Linked DNA regions of Sus scrofa: all the other regions are linked to region 1. Evidence: chromatin contacts called from public HiChIP or PLAC-seq data. All regions are on one chromosome and are shown on one strand. Each heading gives the region's core, a stretch centred on a gene start, on an enhancer-like site or on the middle of the called end of the contact. The rest is flanking DNA. Distances are from core to core; before and after follow the strand shown. Region 1 holds the start of TLN1 (talin-1). Region 2 holds the start of DNAJB5 (dnaJ homolog subfamily B member 5). Region 3 holds the start of VCP (valosin containing protein).

What was found. HiChIP or PLAC-seq counts read pairs in DNA pulled down with a chosen protein or histone mark.
Region 2: a contact with region 1 is called in an H3K27ac HiChIP or PLAC-seq map of skeletal muscle. The contact joins the promoter of DNAJB5 here to the promoter of TLN1 in region 1. A contact is called at or near these places in 2 of 2 datasets of contacts at active chromatin or transcription factors (alveolar macrophages and skeletal muscle).
Region 3: a contact with region 1 is called in an H3K27ac HiChIP or PLAC-seq map of alveolar macrophages. The contact joins the promoter of VCP here to the promoter of TLN1 in region 1. A contact is called at or near these places in 2 of 47 Hi-C or Micro-C datasets (heart right ventricle and liver) and 2 of 2 datasets of contacts at active chromatin or transcription factors (alveolar macrophages and skeletal muscle).

What each region holds. Positions count from the first base shown.
Region 1 is chr1:236,448,822-236,453,393 of Sscrofa11.1, forward strand. TLN1 (talin-1) reads right to left here and starts at 2,157. Exons shown (of 57, transcript XM_021065688.1): 1 at 1,734-2,157. It overlaps CREB3 (cAMP responsive element binding protein 3), which reads left to right and starts at 2,447. Exons shown (of 9, transcript NM_001123220.1): 1 at 2,447-2,575; 2 at 2,681-2,828; 3 at 2,905-2,972; 4 at 3,089-3,178. The coding sequence starts at 2,447.
Region 2 is chr1:235,788,322-235,792,893 of Sscrofa11.1, forward strand. It overlaps DNAJB5 (dnaJ homolog subfamily B member 5), which reads left to right and starts at 2,336. Exons shown (of 5, transcript XM_005654514.2): 1 at 2,336-2,513; 2 at 3,335-3,479. The coding sequence starts at 2,351. The region is part of intron 1 of LOC100525024 (protein FAM205A-like); the gene reads right to left.
Region 3 is chr1:235,867,338-235,871,909 of Sscrofa11.1, forward strand. VCP (valosin containing protein) reads right to left here and starts at 2,269. Exons shown (of 17, transcript NM_214280.1): 1 at 2,082-2,269. The coding sequence starts at 2,098. FANCG (Fanconi anemia group G protein) reads right to left here. Exons shown (of 14, transcript XM_003121983.6): 13 at 4,250-4,373; 14 at 3,736-4,120. The coding sequence ends at 4,027.

The sequences.
Region 1 (4,572 bases), core at 907-3,406:
AGCAAGACCCAATTTCCTCTTTGGGTCCCGTTTCCTCTTTTCTGTGTGGGGAGTGGGGGAAGGGGATCTATAAGCAGACCAAGAAATTAAGGAGGCTTGGAATCAGGGAATGGCCCATAGCAGGGACCATGAGGACTTGACAGTTGCGTTGGGCTGGGGGCGGGGCGTTCGGCAGATGACCCGGTGCAGGTGAAGGAGCGGGTGAAAATGGCAGGAGAGAGCTTTAACATGACCGGCAAGCTCAGATGTGGGCGAGATCAAATGCAGGCAGGATGTGTGGATTAAGAGATGGGAAGGGAGGCCGAAGGCAGGCTGAGACAGATGATAAGATGAACACCACGGGAGTGTTAAAGGCAAGCGGAGTATTCTGAAAGTGGGTATGCATGACGGGTTGGGCGTGAACTGCAGGGCCAGGGAGGAGAGTTGCAGAGGAAGGCTTAGCATCTAGGGAGTGAGGGAACGGGGAGGCAGTAGGACTGAACTCTAGAGGATTAAGCCATCCCCTTCTCCCATGGCAAGCTTCCTTGGCCGGCCTTTCCCTTAACTGACCCACCAGGCCCCTCTCCCCTAGATAGTCCCCCATTTACTATGAAGCCTAGCACATCTCCTGGGTCCCTAACACCTTCCCACCTCCTACCTTGTAAATAACATGGTCCAGGAACCCCTGCCCCTCACCTGTGGTGGCCACAGCAAGAGCCTTGGGCTTAGAGAGTACAATGCAGCTGGAATCCCAGATGCCTGCAATTCTAGCTGAAGCTCAGAACCCTACCCTGTAATCAGTTTATCATTTCTCTGCGCCAAAGAAGCCCCCACGGCGACAGAGAAACAAGAGCCCTCCCTGCAAAAAAAAAAAAAAAAAAAAAAAAGAGCACCTGCCAATCTCTTAAATTTTACCTGCCTGAGGTCACCTACCCTGACCTCAGCCTATAACCCCTAAAACTGTCCTTAGTTCCCAACATTAACCCCGATCCCAATTTGTCTCCTGATGCCCAATACTGGCTTTAACATTCAGCTCTTTCCCAGCAGACACTTGAATCCAATCCCTGATCCCTAATTTTGATCTAAATTTTACCTTTAGCACCAAATCCCAACCTTACCCCTAGAGCTTGACCCCTGAACCTAAAGATCATGTGTCACTTGATTCCTGAGTCACTCCTTCCCCGTTTTACCCCTAACACTGGCTATGCCAACGGTCTCTAATGCCTAAAACTGGATCTCGAGCGCCGTTCCTGCTGCTGACCCTTAACCCGACCCTGGACTCTAACTCTGGCTTAGGCTGACCATCCTAGAACACAAAATAATGTCCTTAATCCAAACTTTACCTACCCAAAACGGACCTGACTCACGCTCATAACTCGAAATTTAAACCCCTAAAGCTAACCTTGGCTCCTAAACCCAATACCACCTAATCCCCAACCCACCCAGGGCGCTCCTACCCACATACCCGCCATCAGCCAACCTCAAAGCCGATCCCCGCCCTGCGTCGCACTGCCACCCACTCTTCACCCTCCCCCAAACCTATCCCAGACAGGGGGCTGCTCCCAGCAAGGGAGCAGAAAAGCCTCCCGCAAAAAGGCCTCTTGAACTCCCAGCCCAAGCCGAGAGACACTGGACGCTGACCTCTCCAACAGGACCCGAAACAGGAGACGCAGTCAAGTCAGGGGCCCCGCCCGCCTCCCGGGCCCGGCCTTGCGGCCCCACCCTGAGGCCCCGCTCGCGGCAGACCGGCCTACCTGCGCTGCCCGGCTCTGCGCCCCGCCCGCCGGCCCGCTAACCCGCTCGTTCTCCCGGTGGCTCTCGGGCTCCGGCCTCGCCCTCCCTTCGACACTCTCGGCCACTTCCGTCCGGGAACGTCCCCCGCCCGCGGGCGGCGCCCTGGGCCCGCGCTCTATGGTTGCGGGGACCGCAGGAAGCTGCTCTGGCCCCAGATCTCGATGCTCAGGAGCCGGCCGAAGACCCGCAGCCCCTCCCCGGCAGGAAGCGAGGGTGCGGCGCAATCCCAAGAAGACGCCCGAGCTGGGCCCGAGGTCCCGGTTGCGCGGTAGTCCTTCCTTTTCCTAGCCCGGGGCGAAGGCGGAGGCGGAGGCGGAGGCGGCTCGCCGGAATGCCCGCCCTCGGGGAGTGAGGGGCTGGCAAGGACGTCCCCTCTATTTGCATAGTGCCCGGGACGTGGCGTGCACCAAGGCCACTTCCGCGTCCGGGGAACTCCAAGTCCCGGGATGCCTCAGGGCTCGGTGCGTCACTTGTGTGGTGTTGGAAGTGGCTAAGACTCAGGCTGGGAGGCGGGTCGGGTTTGTGAGCCACCTCCGGCATCCAGGAGGAAAACCCCGCTTGCGGAGCCCATAGGTGTGGCCCACTGACGATCGGTGGGAGTCGTGCGTGGGGTTGGGAGTTGACTCCGGGTGTACTTCTGTGTTTCTGCTCATCCTTTCCGTAGATGTCTCATATGGAGCTGGGGTTGGACTCGGGTGACGATGACTTGCTGGGCTTCCTGTTAGAGGAAAGCGGAGGTCTGGGGGCGGCGCGGGACGAAGCCTTGGAGGCGCCCCTGGATTGGGAGCTACCACTTTCCGAGGTGGGGGGGGGCTCTGAGTCCGGGAGGCCCCGGGCGGGATGGAGGGGTGTCTCTGAGGCAGGGGGTGGTGATCAGTCAAAGTCTGTTAATCTGAACCCTGGGCAGGCATTGAGCGATTGGGACGTAGAGGATTTCCTGAGCTGCCTGTCGAGTCCCCCAGCATCGTTGACCGATTTTAGCCACTCTGACCCCTATCTTGTCCACCATGATCACACCTATTCCCTGTCACAGGAGTATGTCTCCATAGATCTAGGTGAGTCTGATAGAGGTGAAGTTTGGGGGAGGGGAGGGGACTATGGACCTGGCTGTTTATACTTTCCCTCTTGCAGATAATGAGGATTATGAGAAGGAAGGGGCCCAAATGACTTCCCTGCGTGTGGAGGCGCCCGCAGAGCAGGTAACTTGACTTGGTTTACAGGACGATTATTCCCACATTGACCGGGTTGGGGCAGGAGTCCGAATTTCTCTCTGACACCCTCTTGCACCTGTGCTGCCCACCTCTTGGAACCCCAGGAGATTGGTGAGCTGATACTGACGGAGGAGGAGAAGAGGCTTTTGGAGAAGGAGGGGCTTACTCTGCCCGGGACACTTCCTCTCACTAAGGTAAGACTCCCATTCGAGGAGCAAAGACTGGATGCAGGGGTTAAGTCCCTAGTAGGCTGACTCTGTTAATTTTATATCAGTAACTTGAGAAAGGACTGAGGCGAGATGCTGAGTCCAGCTTCGCAGGTAAGGGCTGAGGAACGGGTGCTGTAAAACTTGAGAAAAAGTTAGCATAAAACAAGACACAGAGACATTTATCTTAATTGCGGGTGGGAACTGGGGGACTCAAGGTCTCAGGGACCAAGAGCAGTGCCTCAAGAAACCACACTGCTTTTATTGTGCTCTTTAGGATTACATCAAGTGAGGAGGGGGTTGTAGGTGCAGGACATAGTTCTTTTATTATTTTAAAAGTCACATAGCTGGTAGCTGGTTAAGCTTTTATTCTGACCTTTAGGCATTAACAATCACTAGCATTGAAGAAGCTGGATATTAGCTCTCTGTGCATAGCACCTAGAGAATTATCATTGTGCTTCCACAGACAGCATGCCTATCTGCTGCAACCTGGCATGCCTAGGTTTGTACCTCCTTGCTGATGCATATTCTGCTAACGACCGCTCATAAACCCCCTGGGGCCTTGAGGCGCCTCTTCCTCTTATTTTAACAGGACGTATCATGCTGTGCAAACTGCATGCCTAGACCAACGCATTATGTCCTCATTCAGCTGACCACGTGAATACTTATGCCTTTTGGTCTTTGTTCTTAAGCTTAAATTATTTACTAGCATGGTGACTGTTTTTCAAGCTGGAATATGGGGTTAAGTAAAGCAGGACAAAATGGAATTTTCAGCATAGAAAATAGAAGCAAAGAGGCTAAGAAAAGATTGTAGAAACACGTCTCCTGACAGCGAGAGATTGGCACGTTTGTTGTTTGTAGGAAGCTGTAGTTAATATGCTGGATGCCGGGGCAGATCCTGGTTTTTGTAGGGCTTGTACAAACTTTGGTGTTCTCTTTAAGTAAGAATTCAAAATCATTAGTGTAATATTGGTATAGGGATTTGCAAAGTACTGTGGGAACAGGGGGGTCCTGACACTTAGATTTCACTAGTTTTACACTAATCCACCTATGGCTGAATGGTTAAGTTTTAGAATTCATCAAGGCTGGACTAAGGAGTATAACAAAAATAAATGTAAAATCCTGAGTTTTGCTTCAAGCAATGAGTGGCAGCTTCACATGTGCGGTATTGTGATACTATGATGAAATCAATATTTACTGATAGAAAGATAAAGAGACTTTAATTTCTTAAAAGTACAGTAGTGTGATATGACTACTAAGAGTGAATAGGCCTGGAGTTCCCGTAGTGGCGCAGTGGTTAATGACTCTGACTAGGAACCATGAGGTTGCAGGTTCGATCCCTGCCCTTGCTCAGTGGGTTAAGGATCCAGCGTTGCCATGAG
Region 2 (4,572 bases), core at 1,086-3,585, 660 kb before region 1:
GAGCCCTAGAGCCTTGAAGGTCTAAGCCTACACTTTAGCATTAGCAGAGACCAGGTAAGGGCCGGTGACTAAACTCTGCCTCCGTGTTGGCACAGGCAAGACTGGAGGAGGCAAAATCGACAGAATTGGAATAGGAAGAAGCAGAGCCACCCACACCCCAGTCCCCCATGAGTCTGGAGGTGGGGGAGTGAGAACCCCCAGATCCATTAGCAGTTCTGGGCCCCCTCACCCTCCCTTTCCTACCTCCATGTCACACTATTCCATTCCCCCGTCACCCCACCTCCCCTCCCTTTCTCATTCCCCTTCATCCCATCTCTTTTGCTACTTACCCCATCTCCCCTCCCTTCTAATCCCTGTTCCTCATTTCCCCTTTCCTTCTCATCTCCTCCACTCTACCTCCCACCGTTTCTCTCCTCCCTCCTCTCCCCATCCACCTCACCCCTCTCCCCTCTCCTCCACTCTCCGTTTCCCCTACCCCATCTTCCCTCCCCTCCCTCCTATCCTTAACCCCCTTACTCTGCCTCCTCTTCATCCTCCTTTTTTTTTTAGAGCTGCACCTGCATATGGAGGTCCCCAGGCTAGGGGTCAAATTGGATCTGTAGCTGCTGGCCTACACCACAGCCACAGCAACACAGGATCCAAGGTGTGTCTGCGACCTACAACACAGCTTATGGCAACACCAGATCCTTAACCCACTGAGCAGGGGCAAGGATCAAACCTGCATCCTCCTGGATACTAGTCGTGTTCGTTACCCCTGAGGCAGGACAGAAACGCCTCCATTGTCCTCTTACCACACTTTCTTCCTTCCTTCACACCCCATACCCCTTTACACCTGGGATCCCCCTTGTGAATACTAGTAAGAAGGCAGGCAGTAGAGGATATGTAGACCTGACCTCAGGATCCTTAGACCTCTTCCCTGCCCTGCTCTGCTGCCTAGGTACTGATGCTCTCCAAATCTGTTTCCAGCCCTATCCAGTTTGCATGACCACATGGGTATCCAATTTCTGAATTGGGAACCCTCAAAGAATGAGAGATATGTGAAAGCTTCTGCCCTGGCCCTTCCTTTGTCCTCAAACCCCCCAAGAACTCCTTCCCCCTCTTCACCCCCAGATTACCCCCTTCCTACCCCCGCTCCCTCTAGCACAGATGGGTCTGGGAGACAGTGACGTGGGCGCTAGGCACCGTGTCTGCTCAAGCGTCGGCTTCCGCTGGCAACCGCCTCCACAGCCCTGCCTGCTCTGAACATCGGGGACACTGGGGCTGAGATTTAATGGGGGTGGGGAAGTACTGAGATGAGAGATTCTGAGGGTGTTAAGAAAGGAGACCATGGAGCTAGGATGAAAGATTAAAAGGGGGCCAGGGTAGGGGAGTTCATGGGAGTAAATAAAGGATTAAGAATAGGGTAAGACAGAGGATGATGAGGGAAGGACAGGAGATCATATGAGGCCAAGATGAGAGGATGATAAAGGGGAGCTAAAACGTGGGAACTCAAAGGAAAAGAAAGATGAAAGATTATAGGGGGAACTTTAATGGGGATTGTGGGGTTTGTTGAGAACGGGCTGCATAAGGGAGCAGGGATGAGGGGATTATACAGAGGATGAAAAGGGGACTCAGGGAAGCATGAAGGTGCTAAACCTGTAAAGAACTACCCAATTACAAAGGAGAGATCAGAAAGGTACTTAAACTCTACACATCTACCAGAGTCTGTTTTGAGATTGTTAGGTCACATCAGGTCAATTCCGGGTCACGGTAATATAAAGCTAAATCAGGTCAGGGCGAGGTCAGTTTACGATTAAATGGAAGATGAGTAAGAAGGTGTGATCTTTTGACTCTGCTCCAGGGACTACACCTCCCAGAGTGCACTATTCTCTCCCCTACCCCCTCACCTCTCCCCCCCCCCAAAAAAAAAGAAAGGAAAGAATGCCCAGAGTCACCACCAAGTGGTGAGCGCAGTTTTCCTTTAAGGCTGCTTTTGACGTTGCACGGGTTCCAGAAGCTTCTCCCGGGATTCGAGCGGTGGCCAGTACGTCCCACCTTCTCCAACCAGAGATTGGACTAAAATAGTTGTCCCCCCGAGTCCGGTCTGAGCCCCAGAGACCAACCAATAAAATCAAAGGGCGCGTGGAGTTGCCGCCCTCTGTTCCTTTCACCAATGAAACGGCGAGATAGTGAAGAGGTGTGGTTGATTGATTGTGGAGTGCACCAATCAGACTCACACCAATCACTGTCCGGAATGTGTGCGCGTGTGGCCGGGTGACAGGGGCGGAGAGTGGGTGGCTATCACAGAGCCACTCGTTGAAAGCTGTCCAATTACAACAGAAGCCAAGCTGAATGACGGGCAGATGGAGCAATGGGCATCGCGAAGGCGGAGCTGTGGGGGCGGGTTCCCGGGCTCGCTGTCTGCCGCCGGCGGGCAGGCGACTCCTGTCCCGAGTGGAGGCGGCGGAGCCGGAGCCGGGTGAGGGGGCAGCGGCTGTCTGACGGACCGCGGTGGCGCCCGCAGCTCCTCACCGGTGAGGGCGCCGAGCCAGGACTCGAGGGTCCCGGGAGCGGGGGCTTCGCGAAGCCAGGGGTCCTGGTGTCGGGGGGTTGGGACACTGAAGGCCCATCGGCTCTTCCGCCGTGGGGGTGTGGGGACTCGGGGTCTGCAAGGTGCTCGATGTCCACGACCCTCGGGGGGCAGCCAGCGTCTGAGCCGAGAGAGGGTCAGGCTGGGTTGCATTGGGTTTCGTGGGGCGGAGGCGTTTCTGAGCCGGCCCTGCCAGCCAGCCCCGGTGACATCACCGACCACCCTCCCCCGCCCCAGCCCCCTCCCCTCTCTTCCCCTCCTCTCCTTGCCGCGCCTTTTGTCCCGGCGGAGCTCTCCCCGCGCCGCCCCGCCCATCAGCGAGGGAGGAGACTCCCTGTCAGTGACTTCATTGAGTAGGTTCTTGGGAATTGGGGTCTGGTCCTCTACGGAGAGAGAAGCGAGAGGAACCCATTGCCTCTTAAGCCCTCACAGACTATCACACCTGTCACAGGTACACACGCTGCCACTTACAAGCACACACTCTTCGCACTGCCAGCCTTACTGTCACACTGCCATACAGCCATTCACAATCAGCCAGACATTGCTGCACCTGAGAGCAGGTGGCCGCTGGACCCTGTCCCTTCACTCGCCACACCTGGGGATCAGGTCCAGCTCCTGCTGCACCGGACAAGCCTTGCTGGGCAAGGGCCTGAGGAGGTGGCTTCCAGAGCTGCAGCTTTCCGAGCAGGCTCCAGTGGAGCGATCCGAGGTGAGGGGCTGGGCTGGGCATGTTTAAGCGCACAGTGCTCTCCTGCCCATCCCCAGCAGCACCCCCACTACAGGCCCGAGGAGCTTTCCGGAGCTTCCCACACTTCTGGGGAGAAGACTTCTTAGCCAGCTTGATGTTTAAAATTCAGCTGGAGCCCTTAAAACTTCGAGCGTGGACGCTGAATGGGTTTGTAAAGTTTCGGTAAGTCCCTCTGGAGAAGGGCACTCATACCCATACCAAGTCAAATTCTCCATGTCGCATTCCTGTCCATTGCCTACCTGCTTCCTCCATCTCATCTTCATCTCATCCCCAGTGACATATAAGAACCCCCTTCTACTCCACCCTTACATTTGAATGAACTGCATGCTTTATCATTCATTTTCTATACCAAACCCTTCAGGCATCCATTTTCCATGAACACCTCCTCTAGTATTTCAACTCTCTACATCTCTCTCTCTTTAAACCCACCGGTACCCTACTTGCCACCTAAGCCAAATATTTCCCTTTGTCATCCCTCATCCCCCTCCATCAGTGCTTCATTTTCTGTATCAACCATTCCCCCTCCCTATATCAGTCACCCTTGCCATTTCTCATTTTTCATTCCTGCTTCTACATTAACATTCTCCATCAAAGGCAGTGCCATGCCATGGGGCTCCTTTGTCACTCCAACACGTGGCTTGTGGGTAGGGGAGGGAGAAAAGGAGGGAGGGAGGAAAGAAGGAGGGAAAAAGCAGTTCTTGAAAGAGCTTGCCCTATGTCTGTGGAGGCAAGAGAATTATAGGTCTAAAACAGCTAGCAGGTGGGTGCCAGGGAGGAAGCTGGCCAGATGAAGAGGTAATGCAGGGACAGCAAGGGGAGGGTGAGGGGACGGCAAGCCGTTCCACTCACTCTCTGCCTAAAAACTGCTACAGTTCTCTGAAGGCACCTCTTGGTGTGCTCGGGTTCCTTCTCAGTTTCCGGGGAAAGAAGGTGTGGGCTGAGGCAGAGATGGCAGACCACCCCCAGCTCACCTCTCAGACGCATTTACTGCTGCTTCCGAAAATGGCTGCCCTCCCCCATATGCTCTTTCTCTGCCTCCCCCAACCCCAGCCTCCCCCACCAGGCATGACATGATGGTAGGGGGGAAAGGGGGAGTATCCGCCCTAATGGAGACTTCTCTTCATCAGAACGAGGTGACTCCCAGAACCATGAGTCAACCCAGCCACCTGCAACAGGCCATGTGGGGGCAGGAACTAGGGCCATTGTCACTGCCTACCTGGGACCTTGAGGTCTGCCCTGACCCACTGAAGCCCTC
Region 3 (4,572 bases), core at 1,019-3,518, 580 kb before region 1:
TCCACTCAAAAAATTAACAAGTATATGTACATGTCAGGCACTGTTCTAGGATCTGGGGATTTTCAGTCAACAAAACAAGACAAAACAGTATTTCTATTGGAAATATTGCAAGAAAAAAAAGATGCCTATGCTTTAAAATACCAGGTAAGAAATTATGAGGCATTTACATCTTTTGGTCTTGATACACTCAAAAGAAATACAAATCCCATTCACCTAAAAAAAAATTGTAACCTTTCTGCTGACCTTCTCACATAGGTTGCCCCTTTACTCATTTGCTTTAAACTAGTTTCCAAAAGTGGCATTTCCTCAGCTTAAACTTGCCTCCCCAGCGCAAAAGTGTTAGGCACAATGCTGCAGAGTAGGCATACTCTTCCAATGCTTATCAACAAACACCCTGGAGAGCAAACATGGTCAATGTGAGAGTCGAGGGCAATTTAAATCCATCCATTCTCCCTCTCCTCCATGCATCAAAATACCCTCTAAGGGCTGTCCATCTTCCAGTTGGATGTATAGGATTAGGGTTAGAGAAATAAAATACCAGTTGCCTCTGGTCATCAGAGTTTGTATTCTAACCCCAAAGCTGTATTCTAGGAAAACCTCCAATCTGCCTACCACTCCTGAGCCCAGCACTGGAGATGACTGATATGTTCTGCCCTTAAAGTAAAGACCTTTAATTCTACATCTGTCCCCTGAGATCGAAAGAGGTAACCTCTAAACAAGGGAAGTCAGCTTGATCATGGGCTGACAACAGTCCTGGAGGCTCTTTGGGGACCTTCCTCTGGTTTCCTGCATGAGTCAAGGCCCTCTTCCAGGACCCCAGTGGGCCACAGGGGGCGTGGACAGAGTTCAGTTAAGAGTCATCAAGATGACCTAGAGATAAACTGTCTATGATGCCAGGTTCTAAGAATTTTCGACTTTTAGTACTGGAAACTAAAGAGGGTACTTTAAGTATTAATAAGCAGCCCTTTTCAATAGGCGCCTCAGTAATAAATACTTCACCTCGGTTCAGAAACTTGAAAAAAAGGAACACCTCAAAAAACTGAACTTTCAAGTCTGGAAGGTGCTTTGCATAGAAGAGTTTCCATAGGATGGCAGTGTTCTCCTCCCCCACCCCAACTCCCCCAGTATCTAAAGCTCTTGATTCTAAAATGGGCAGAGGTAGCCAGGTTTTATCTGATGCTTTCCTGAGGAATAGAGAGCTCAGGATTTCTCCACATAGGTAAAAGGCTGTGTGTGTTTGAGAAGTTAGGGCAACTCTAACCTTCACACCACAAAAGGCTGAAATCTAGAAAGGCCCACAAAATACGAACTGAGATTCGAATTTTAGCAAGAACCTAATGAACCCCACTTCCTAACATTATTGAAAACTGACTATAGCCTTCCCATATGAATAAAACAGGAATAATAAAGTATGAAGAAGGCCAGATGGGAAAGGCAGGGCCCGCCCTCTCGGTAACAGCCTCTCACTACTCAGGTCGTAGAGGATGCCAACCACGGGCCAGACCCACCCGGATCCAAAAGGGCCGTCGGGAGCTCCCCTGAGCTCGCCCGGCCTTGCACTGCTCCGGCCTCCTCCTCGGTCTCGGTCTCCCGGCTCCTAAGGCCTTCACGTGGCTCAAAGTCCACGCCCACCGGGCCCAGTTAGGGCGTCAGGCCCAAGTGGCCTGCACTCTCCGGGGACCAAAGGCCTACAACGGGTGGCAGACTGGATCGCAGGTGGACACCCCAAGGCCCCGGGGCTCCGTGCCGGCAGCGTGGGCCCTCAGACCTCACTAGGACAGGACAGCCGTTCGAGAGGAGCCAATCAGGCCGCCCCGGGCCTGCATGACACAGCACGATCCGGCCCAGGCCCCGACCCAGGCCCAAAGCAAGCCCCGCCTAGGGGGCGCACGGGTGCGCGGCCGGGCCCAGCGGGGTCCGCGGCTCCTCATTCGCCCCCTTCCTCTCCTTCCGTCTCCCTCCTTCCCTGTCTCCACCTCCTAGACGCGCCCACAAGCAGGCCTGGCCGGGCCTACCCAACGCAGGGGATCTCCCAGTGCGCGCACTCGCAGCGGGAGGACGGGGGGCGCGCACACACTCACTCAGCTCCGGAGGCCATGGCGCGCGCTTCTCCCGGCCAACGGCTGTGGCGGCCCGCAGGTAACGGCTACGAAGGGTGGCAGGCGACCGACTCGGCCGGTGCTCGGCTCTCCCGGGCGGAGGGTGAGCGGCAACGACAAACCCGCAGACGGCCTCCCTTTCGCTTCCTCCCAGAGGCACCAGGGCGGTAAGCGGGCGGGGGACGCTAGCGCCTGATCCGCGAGGGGGCAGCGGCAGCGACAACTCAAACGACGGCTGCAGACGCTTTGCGAAGACTGAGGCGAGAAGAGCCGAATCATCGGAAGGAGAGGTGCTCACAACTCAGCCAATCAGCGCCTGCCCTGGGTACTCCCGCCCGCCTCTCCGTGCCTCCTCTCCCCAGCAACCCGCGGACCAGAGCCAATCAGGAAATTCGCTTGCGGCCCGGCTCCCGCCTCAGGGATGCAACACGCCTAGTAACGCCACGTCAATTGGCCGCAACGCTACGCTTCCTCGACGGATTGGGACTCTCGACCAATCAACGAAAGGAATGGGGCCAGATCGACTGGCGAAAGGAGAGCCTTTAACCCTGGGAGGCTGACTCTCCCACTTGGCTCCAGTTCATTGGCTCCTGAGTTTATCCGGCTAGAAGAACCTGGCACAATGGATTGAACCCTTGTATTAGTCTAGTCCTTTTGTAGTGATAACCCACACACCCATTTTCTTCCAAAACCTGAGTATGCACTCTAACCCCTCTCCTTGCTCCTTCAAAACGCTGGCTCCAGCCACCTCTACTCCGGACTCTTTGGCTAGCATTCCAGCTCTTAATCCACTCTTCCCTGTTGTCATTACACCCTCTGGTAATCCTAATCCCACAAGCTTTATAGTTCCGCAGGGCTTGGAGGTATGTGCTCCTTCTTACCATTGGGTATTAATATTAATAGCTATGCAAAGGACACTCAATTCCGAAGAGGAATCAAAAGACAACCACAGGTAGTTCTCTTGTGGCTCCGCAGGTTAAATGACCCACGTTATAACTGCAGGGGCCTGGGTCACTGCAGTGGCAGAGGTTCGATCCCCGGACCAGGAACTTCCGCATGCCTACCATGGGCGAGGCCAAAAAAAAAAAAAAAAGGAAAAAAAAATAGCAACCGCAGAACACAAACAGATTCAATAGAGCCTAAAGCAGAAGAAAAAAAAAAAAAAAACATTGCTGAGACTTGATGACCTTGGACCCAAAATGCCAGCTTGCCCTGACTATATTCAACAGGCAGCTTTGGTGGTATGGTGACTTAATTCATCCTTTACCCTCTAACCATAGAGACACATTTGACTAAGACCATCGAATCCCAAATTTGGATTAGGGAGGGGGTGAGGTGTCATTCTAACAGACTCAGAGGTCTGCTTGTCCCTTCCTTCTAAGAATCACCTTCCAGACCTACCTAACTCCACTCATTCTGTCGCCTCACCTAGGATCCTGGGTTTGCAGGGGTACTCGCCTTTTTGGCAAGAAGGACTAAAGGCACTGATTCCTGAGTAAGGATTCCTGTAGCCCTTTCTCCTGAGGATCATAAGATAGATGATATTGGGAGAGGGCATCTTAGACAACCCGCACTCAGCTGAATCAGCCAGCTGTGAGCCTTCCCACTCAAGTATGTGCAGTAAGCAGACAGAAGATAGATATCAAATTTTATTCAAAACATAAAAAGGTAAACAGGAAAAAAAGGTACTATCAATAAAGTCAGTGCCTTGTTGTTGGAAGAGGGGCTTTTTCTGGAACCAGAACACCAGTAACTAGAACAAATTTTGCAGGACTACCACCAACCTCTCTAATGTCAGACTTATATTGGAATGGTCAGCTCTAGCCACACTCCCCAAGGAGTGTATTAGCAGAAAGCCCTCCTGACAGGTGGCTCACTGAAGCCCAAGATCAGGTTCTTGGAAACATAGCACCTTCAGGTCACAGGTCTAGAGCAGAGATGTCCGAAATTCCTCAAGAAGGGCTTCACGGTCAGGGGGACGGATCCAGTCCAAATAGGTTTCTAGGTACAGGGGGAGAGACCTGAAAGCAAAAACGGTGATGTCTAAGGGAGGATAGGCAGAAAGTTGGGCAGCCATTTCCTCCCTTTCATTCACTACCACTCCCAACAGGCCCAAGGTCTCCAGGACACCAGCTGCCCCTCAGCCTCACCATGTAGCATTCTCTTGTGGCAGGTCAGTTTGGGCTTCTAGCCTCTGCCAGAAAGCAATGGCCTCATCCCTCCGATCCAGCCTCCTTAGAGTCTGAAGCAGGTGAAAGGAAGCGTCTTGATTACCTGTAGCCCACCCCAGAGTACAGAGCCTTAGAACTTGACACAGACTTAAACATTATTTTATTTTATTAGTCTTTTTAGGGCTGCCCCCACGGCAATATGGAGGTTCCCAGGCTGGGGGTTGAATCAGAGCTGTTGCCCCTGGCCTATGCCACAGTCACAGCCACGCCAGATCCGAGCCGAGTCTGCAACCTACACCACA